Regions from separate parts of the Mus musculus genome. Here region 2 is linked to region 1. The links are chromatin contacts, called in public Hi-C maps. All regions are on one chromosome and are shown on one strand. The core of a region is the stretch at or near the end of the contact, and the rest is flanking DNA. Distances in the headings are between cores, read along the strand shown.

The links. Hi-C and Micro-C count contacts between places; a contact is called where the count stands out from the background.
Region 2: a contact with region 1 is called in a Hi-C map of muscle stem cells, with 9 times the contacts expected there. The contact joins the promoter of Crlf2 here to the promoter of Cenpc1 in region 1. A contact is called at or near these places in 3 of 484 Hi-C or Micro-C datasets (CD4 T cells, muscle stem cells and uterus).

The regions. Positions count from the first base shown.
Region 1 is chr5:86,063,795-86,068,382 of GRCm38.p6, reverse strand. It overlaps Cenpc1 (centromere protein C1), which reads left to right and starts at 2,800. Exons shown (of 19, transcript NM_007683.4): 1 at 2,800-3,055. The coding sequence starts at 3,038.
Region 2 is chr5:109,557,479-109,562,147 of GRCm38.p6, reverse strand. It overlaps Crlf2 (cytokine receptor-like factor 2), which reads left to right and starts at 3,155. Exons shown (of 8, transcript NM_016715.4): 1 at 3,155-3,343; 2 at 4,534-4,630. The coding sequence starts at 3,265.

The sequences.
Region 1 (4,588 bases), core at 1,551-4,050:
TCCTAATTTTTCGATTTGCCTCAGAACTGCTTTAGTGTTTTAGTGTAGCTTTAATTGCACTGTTTTTGTTGTTGTTGTTGTTGATTTTTTTTGACCCTGGTCCTCTAAACCTGCCCCAGAGCCACTGTTTTACCATTCCTTCCAAGATTGTCTAAGCTGTTAAATGCTGGATGGCGCATGGGCTTTAATAGGAATGACTGATTACAGTCTTTTTAATAATTCCTTCATTGGCTATAGAATTATTGAAATTTTATTGTAACACCAGAAGTGTCCCATAATGAGATTACATTTTGCTCTTCTCAACGTATTTTTCAATATAATAAAATTTCCCCTAATCCAGCTACAATTTCTGCCCCATAAGGTTGCTGGCATTTTTTTCTTTGTGTTTTCTCTCTTTAACACGCTTTTATTTTTATGTACTACCTGTGAGATAAAGTTTGGCATTTTATCATTTATGGTTTCCTAGGGTCATTTTTTTTTTAAATTTATTGGATATTTTCTTTATTTACATTTCAAATGTTATAACCCCTTTCCTCGTTTCCCCTCCGAAAACCCTCTAGGGTCATTTTGAATGAACAAGTATCTGCAGATGATCCAAATTTAGGACATAGTGTGCCATTTTGCCTGTAACACTATCAGGGAAATCTGGAAGTCATTTATGCGCAAGGCAAGGGTAACCACACACGCAGTTATTGTTGCCTTCACAGAATCAGAGATTATGCTCTGTGTGTGGCCGTTGCTATAAGCTAGGCAGGTAAAGTGCTCCACCAGGCTGGTTTTCATGATGTGCAGGGGTGGGGTTGAGGGGTGGAGTGAGAGTTTCAGGTCCCAGCACACTTTCCCCTTTATGCCTTTCTGGGCTGTGAACTTGATGAGGGTCTTAGAAATCAGATGCGTTCGGCCTGGTGGGCTCTGCTCTCCTCTCCTCATTCCCTGTGGGATGTTAGCATTTTGACGACAAAAAGCCCCACTGGCTGTCCTGTTTGATCATCCTCAGTATTTCTTCTGATGATACCTTTCTGGAAGTTCCACTTGGACTTTCTCGAGCTTCATCCTCTGTGGGGAGCGGGGCAGAATATTTTCAACTATTCCAGGTTGGGCAGCATCAGCACAATTCGAAGGAAGGTGGAAGGCGATCAACTTGCAAGTCATCCTGGATGCCATCACCTACCTGAGAGGTCACACCCTGTGTATTAGGGCTGGTCTCTCTGTGTCTTGAGCAGCTGAGAGACTCAAACCCTCATTGCCAACTTTGTTTATTCTCCTGGACAGCAACAGCTTCCTGATGCTTGTTGGTTCCAAAGGCACCAAAGCAAAAACCCCCATGTTTACTCTGAACGTTTTGATGTGATTCTCTAGAGTCGATTCACTCTCAACTGCTTTTTCAGCAAACAGCGTCTGCATGTTGAGCAACTCAAGCATCTTGCCCTTTCATTTTGGTCACAGGTCTTGTTCAAAATTCCCACAAAGTGTCGTGTTGCAACCGAGGACAACCGTCTCAAAATGATTTTCAACGCAGGAGAAAGTCTCCGTTTCAGCCGCCAGGGTCGGCTGACTCCTCTTGGAGATTTATCGAGTCGTAGCTGTTGTACAGTTTGCCTGGACTCTGTAGCTTCCCATTGGAGAATATGATAAATAAGTAAGTTTGCAGCACCTCTGCTGCCCTCTGGCGGATCTGACTGGCGAGCCGGGCAAGCGTCGCTGCAATCATGAGCACATTCAGCTCATATGGAGCCCCATCATTCTAAAATAATCTACACTAAAAAGAGATTTATTCACTTTATAGGTATGATTGTTTTGTCTGCTTGCCTGCGAGGACATCACGTGCGTGCTTTTTGCTAGCTGAGGCCGGAATAGGTGTCAGATCCCCTGGAACTGGAGCTACAAACGGTTGAGTTGCTTTGTGGGTGCTGGGAATCGAACTTTGCTCCTTTAAAAGTGCAGCAAGCGCTCTTGACCACTGAGCCATCGCTCCATCCCTGCAGACTCTCTCTCTTTTCTTTCCTTCCTTCTGTATGTATGTATGTATGTATGTATGTATGTATTTATGGCATTCTGTCTCCTAAGGAAATAGAGCAGCTACAGGCTGCGACCTAGAGTCACGTGGACAGGACAAAATACACATCGGTGTATTTTCCTTGTTTTCCAATTGGGGTCATTACCTTAATTTTCGCATAAGACAGAAGCAGTCACTTTCTCTTAAAAACATTATGTTCGTTCTACTGATATGCATATATAATTTATGCCTTTGCTTCATAAATAATTTTTAAATACTTGAAAAAAGAATAGCATTACTATTTTCAGAGATACTGTATAGATGGGCGGGTTGCAGCTGACGAATCTGCGTAGTGTACTCTGCTCAAAACGCCAGCAATTTCTACCTGTAATCCTTTTTAAGTATTACCTATTAATCCGTAGTAGAACTGCTGGGATGTATTATACATTTATCTCAAGGAGCACAGGTGGTGCTCAACACCTGCTTTCTAAATACGAGCAGTCATAGACGCAACAAACTGTCTGAAGAAAGTAGAACAGGAGAGTCCACACAAAGCCCGGACAAGTCGACCGGCGAGGGGAGTGGCGAAGGGTGAGAGGCGTGGCGACCGGCGAGGGGAGTGGCGAAGGGTGAGAGGCGTGGCGACTGGTGAAAGGCGTGGCGACGGGTGAGAGGCGGGGCGATGAGTGGGAGGTTGAGACGCGGGCGGAAGAGCAAGGCGCGCTGGGCAGGAGGGCGGGGCGAACTGAGAAAGGCGGGTTGATAGGTGAGTAACAGGCGAATGGGCGGGAACAAGAGCCGGAGTCTTTAAAAAACGCCAATTAACGGCCGGCTAAGCTAGGCTTGTGCGCAGGCGTGGCTCGTTTGACTTTTATTCATTTATTTTTCTTGGTGGCTGCTGTTTATTTACGGCTGAGTGTTAAGTGCGGGTCGCGCAGCTCTGGGGACGCCTCCGTCCGCAATCTTACTCTAACCCTCCTGGAACCCTGGCCGGCTTGGGTTTCCCTCTCAGGCCTCCGTTTGACCTAGTGGGCCGGAACCATGGCCTCGTTCCATCTGGTAAGTGCGGGTCTGGATCGGGCCTGCGCGATGCGTCGCTCGCCCTGTGCTGGACCGGGTGCATATCCGGCTTGTCGGGGTGGGGTGGGGTGAGGCTTGTGAGGGGTGCGGAGGCTTGTGAGGGGTGCGGAGGGATCGGGTAGCGGGTGCCTAGTCCCGCCTGTCTGGGTGGGGTGGGGCTTGTCTGGGGTGGCTTAAAAGCTGCACAGGTAACAAATCAGGTGTGCTGGTGTACTGGTAGTGGAAGTAACTGGACTGTTACTGGTTCACGTCGTAAGCTCATCCATCCGTGCCTGCTCCCCCCCCCCCCCCCCGGAAGAGATTCCTTCATTTCTACATTTCAGCCTTTTCCCGTTTTTCAGTCTTCCAAATACTCATGACTATTGTACAAGCCAGTCTTGATGGTCTGGAAAACCTCGAGTATTAATTTCGAAATACTATTTTATGTGAAGAGTCTAATATTTATGGGACACCTGTTAATGATAAAGCTTTATACAAGGCAATCATATTTTAAAAGGTGCCAGCTTTGAATGTTTGATGTGGGCCACGACTTGCCACTTTATGTCTCTTGACACACTTGATATTCATTCCAAGTTTTGTATGATTACTATGCCCTATTTCCTCCCTAACTCAGCAGTTCAATTTATCTTTGAAAGAAAACCTTCGTTGATGGTTTCTATCATGTAGTTGTGTGTGTGTTTATGCATGCTTAACATGTATGAAAAGACAGTTTAGTCGAGCATCGAACTTTTTATACAGAAGAATAACAAGAACCAAGGCGAGATACATCCACCGAGTTACAGTGACACAAAACATAAGGAATGTATACATCAAAAGAAGGCAGGGACCAGGCCACTGCCACTAAGAAGGGAGCCTGGTGTAATGCTAGTCTATTTATTGTTAAGCCCACCACTAGGGGTTCTTAGTAAATGCCTGATTATGTTGTTTCTTTTGGACCTAGTGAAGAAACCTGTCTCGGGGATTCCCTAACTCTTTCATGGTAAACCCACCTATTCCCTAGGCCAGTGTGAATTAGAAGTAAATTTGAATGTTACTGAATAGATAACCTTCTTACTGAATTCCAAGTTTGTCGGCTTCAAGGATTTTTTGGGATGTCGGAACACTGGCGAAGGCTTAGTTATGTCAGAATTCAATCTTTAAAGGCACTTATAATAAAATAATACTAAAAGAGAACACATGGATCCATACACCAGACTAACGTGGGGATAGGGTATGAGTATATGGGTTATGAGAATGCCAAGATACCAGGAGGTTGGGATTCCTTGAAACTCTTTGCCTTGTGAGTGCTTCCAGGCCTCTCGGAGTGTGTGTAGCACCTCCTGATTCATTCTATCCTCTACTCTTAGACAAGAGTCCCTGAGCTCTGTCTGATATTTGACTGTGATCTCTGAGTTTGTTTCCATCTGTTGCTGGATGAAGCTTCTCAGGAGACAGTTATAGTAGGTTCTATTGGCAAGCATAGCAGAGTATTAATAATAGTGTCAGAGATTGGCTCTCTTGAATGGGGTGGAT
Region 2 (4,669 bases), core at 1,906-4,405, about 23 Mb before region 1:
GTATAGATGAGAATGAAGATTATCAACTTAAAGGACCAGTAAATATCTCCAACAAAATTATAGAAGAAAACTTCCCTAAAGAAAGACATAACCATGAACATTCAAGAAGCCTACAGAACTCCAAATAGACTGAAGCAGAAAAGAAATTCCTCCCAACACATAATAATCAAAACACCAAATGCACAAAACAAAGATAGAATATTAAAAGTAGTACTACTCCCATTTTTAGATCCTGGATGGTTTTGTTCAATTCCATCACCTGCTTGGTAGTGTTTTCCTGTAACTCTTTAAGGGATTTTTGTGTTTCCTGTTTAAGGGCTTCTAGCTGTTTACCTGAGTTTTCCTGTATTTCTTTAAGGGAGTTATTTATTTCCTTCTTAAAGTCCTCCACCATCATCATGGGAAGTGACTTTAGATCCATATCTTGCTTTTCTGGTGTGATGGTGTATCCAGGACTTGCTATGGTGGGAGAGTTTGGTTCTGATGATGCCAAGTAATGTTGGTTTTTGTTCTTCTGTTCTTATGCTTGCCTTCTGCCATCTGATTATCTCAAGTGCTTGCTGCCCTCAGTATATCTGATTGGAGCCTGTCCTTCCTATAATCCCGGTTGATTCAGGACTCCTCAGAGTCCAGCTTTCTCTATGATTTTGGGCTCCTGTAGACCTGAGATTCTGGGTGTGTCAGAGTTCTTGGCAGTCAAGCTTCCTCTGAGAGCCTGAGATCCTGGTGTGACCAAGCTCCTGTTATCCTGGGATCCTGGAATCCTAAGATCCTGGTCGCGTTACAGTGCCTGGAAGTGGTGTCTCCTCTGGGGACCATAGGGCTGTCTGGTGTGTTTGAAACCAAGGTATACCAGCACCTATCAGAAGGAACCCGACCGCTGGTCAGTCAGGGCTCCTGTGTCCTTGCTCCTGCTGTCACAGGCCCATCAAGATTGTTTTGGAACATGCTACATCCACTCCAGTGAAGTCTGCATGACAGGCCTAAAAGCCTGGAAGCAGTCATGAGGCAAAGAGTTTTACGGAAACTTAGCCTCCTGGAACCTTGGCATTCCCATAGCACATACACTCAAAACCTGTCCCCGAGTTAGTCTGGTGTATGGATCCCTGTGCTTTCTTTCTGTATTGTTTTAAGTGCCTTTAAGGATTGATTTTGACATATAGATAAGCCTCTACCAGTGTTCCAATGTCCTAGAAAGTCCTTGAAGCCTACCCTGAGCTTGCAATTCAGTAAGAATGTTTCCTATTCAGTAACATTCAAATTTACCTCTAGTAGAGACAGTGAAAATAATCAGGCATTACTATTTACTAGAACAGAGCTAGAAAAGCTCAAGGCTAGTCTGCATAGTAATTACTTAAAACAATAGCCAAGTCACATCCATAAACAGGAATACACAATGGCCTAGGAAATAGGTGGGTTGCGGTATTATTCATGAAAGGGTTAGTAAAATGGAATTCCCCTGGTGCAAGTTGTTCACTAGGCCCAGAGGAATAGGATAATCAGGTATTTACTAAAGGAGCCCTGGTGGTGGGTTTAACAATAGACTAGCATTGCATCAGAGCATTCACCTGGCTCCTGTGTTTAGCTGATCTTAATTAGGGTTGTTCCTATTCTCAGTTGTAAACACTGCCTGGCTCCCGCCATCTTTTTATGTATGCATTTTCTTTGTTTTGTGTTAAGAAACAGTGTACCTTGATGAATGTATCCATCAGCTTTCTTGTTTTTCTTCTGTATTATAAGACTGGTGCTGAGCGTGGTGGCACACGCCTCTAATCCCAGCACTGGGGAGGCAGAGGCAGGTGGATTTCTGAGTTTGAGGCCAGCTTGGTCTACAAAGTGAGTTCCAGGACAGCCAGGGCTATACAAAGAAACCCTGTCTCGAAAAAAAATCAAAAAACAAAAACCAACCAAACAAAAAGACTGGTGCTTGCTTTGAGAAAATAATCCAGATACACACTCCCTTGTGTCCATATTTATTTGTTATCCATGCCAACTCCTTGCTTGCCTGTAAGTACTGGAACCTCGTTCCCTGCAGATCGATGACCCAATTGAGGTTTGTCTGCAGCAGGAACAGATGTTTTGTTCCACTCACCAGTGATCCTAAGATTGTGTGGAGAGTCCTCTGGGGACCATGGGACCGTCTGCAGAGTTTGTGCACAAGGTGACCCGGAGCTGGTGCCGACTGGAAGGGCTGCAGTGCCCTTTCTTTTTTCTTTCTTTCTTTCTTTTCTTTCTTTTTTTTTTTTTTTTTTTGGTTTTTTGAGACAGGGTTTCTCTGTGTAGCCCTGGCTGTCCTGGAACTCACTTTGTAGACCAGGCTGGCCTCAAAATCACAAGAACAACGCACCTAGAGGTGTCACTGTTCACAGAAAGTAGGGTAACCTTATATTAATCATTAATTAAGTACATGGCTTACTCACAAAACCACAGGTCAATATGATGGTAGCCATTTCTCAATTGAGATCCCCGGTTCTCAACATCTTCAGGTTTGTGTCCTTATGAATGAAACCATTTTCCACCAAACTTTAGTAATTGGTGTAACAATGCACAGTGCTGCCCTGTTTGTAAGTTCAAATTTGTATATTACTTAAAATCTTTGTATGATTAAGTACGACTTTTGTTAAGACAAAGAAAAAGATATGTTCACTATTATCTAATATTTACATACCATTTAAGTTTCAACAAAGCGATTTACTTTTGTGCTGGGCCACCTAGAGACTGGGAAAGGGAGAAGCAGAAGTGACCTGGAACAGAAAGTCACACGATGGCCAGCCACCTCCATCTTGGTGAGGTCAATGTGCAACCAAATGACAGAACAAAGAAGTAGAGAGGAACAGACATATGGGAGCAACACCTCCCTTCTGTTTTTGGATAAAAGACACACAATTTTTATTATTTACAAGTAAGCCTTAAAAAGCACCACAAGAGCCGGGCAGATTAGATGGGCGGGGGCGGGGCCTTGGAGGTTTGGGGGCGGGGACAGGCCGCGAGGGGCGTGGTCGGGGCGCACGCGGAGTCCACCCCCCCCCCCCCGCCCCCCCCCCGCTTCCCCCTATCCGGGTGATTGATGGGAAGAGGAAGCCGGGCCACGCCCATGTCGGTGAGTCGCCGCATCCGTTTATTGCCGTGGCCCCGCCCCGTCGCCCCAACCCCCGCCCCCGGCTTCCCGTTTTCGGCTCTAAGCGGCCTGGGCGCCCTCGACTCGGACCGGCTCGGACCGAACCAGCTGTCAATCACTGCAGCGTCCGCGGCCCCGCCGGCGACATGGCATGGGCACTCGCGGTCATCCTCCTGCCTCGGCTCCTTGCGGCGGCAGCGGCGGCGGCGGCGGTGACGTCACGGGGTGAGGAGTGAGCGGGGGCGGGGCTGCCTGTCAATCGCCGCGGTGGGCGGGGCCCGAGCAAGAGCTACCAAGTTGCTTTTCGTCCCATCATTGCTTTTCGTCCCATCATGAATATGCAAATAAGGCCTCTGGCCCTCCTAAGGGCGATCGGATAGCGCTTCGTTTGCATATTCATTTTGATCTTTGCGTATGCATGAGCCCCGCCCTCCCCCCCTACGCTCGGCGCTTTCTCCTCAGTAATATGCAAATGAGACCTAAACCCCGCCTTGACCTCATTAGCATAGTGCTGCCGCCACAATCTCGCTCCTCCTCCTGAATATGCAAATAAGGCCTCTGGGCCGCTCCTTCTTTGCATATTCATATACAGCTTTCCCGCTTATATGCAAATAACGCTTCGCCCCTACCGAGTTCTCACTCATCGCTTCTCATTTGCATATCCATCGGGAGATACACATATTCATGAGCGATGTATTTCTGTCTTCCATCCCCTCATGAATATAGAATTGATGCCCTGTCCATATGGATCACTATGCATTTGCATATTTTCCCCACGATTTACATATGCACAAGCCTCAACGTCTTGCTCCAACGTCCCTGATCATGAATATGCAGATGAGACCTCAGATCTCCGAAATTGAATCTGCCCGCTCCTCATCATATACTGCTATTCTCATATGCACCAGCCACAAAGTCTTCCATCCTTTTCCCCTCATGAATATGCAAAGAATGCTTCCCCAGTCCATCTCCACTCTGGTTCACTGCCTGCTCATTTGTGTATCCATTGGTCGCTTTGCATAGTGGTGAGCCCCGCTTCCCTACCGCTTTCTTTGCGATCATGTATATTCAAATGAGGCTCCGACTTGCTAGCTGCTCATTTGCATATTCGAGAAGCGCTTTCCATATTCATGAGCCCCCAATCCTTTTCCTTTTCTCTGTTTGTGAATATGCAAATGAGGTGTCGCCCACCGCTACAGTTCTTGGGCCTCTCGTTTACATATTCATTCCCTATATTTGCGTACGAGCCAGAATGTCTTCCTCTGTCTTCCCCTGCCTAGTGCATATGCAAATGAGGCCCGGCCTGCTCCCAGCGCCCTAGCCAAGGGTCTGAGTCAGGGAAATGGCTGCGATGGCTCTTCTGGAACGCGCTGACGTCACGGGCTGCTCCCCTGATCCCCGCCCTGCCCCCGCAGGTGATGTCACAGTCGTCTGCCATGACCTGGAGACGGTGGAGGTCACGTGGGGCTCGGGCCCCGACCACCACGGCGCCAACTTGAGCCTGGAGTTCCGGTGAGTGAAGGGGGGCGGGGCAGAACTTCTGGTCTGTGA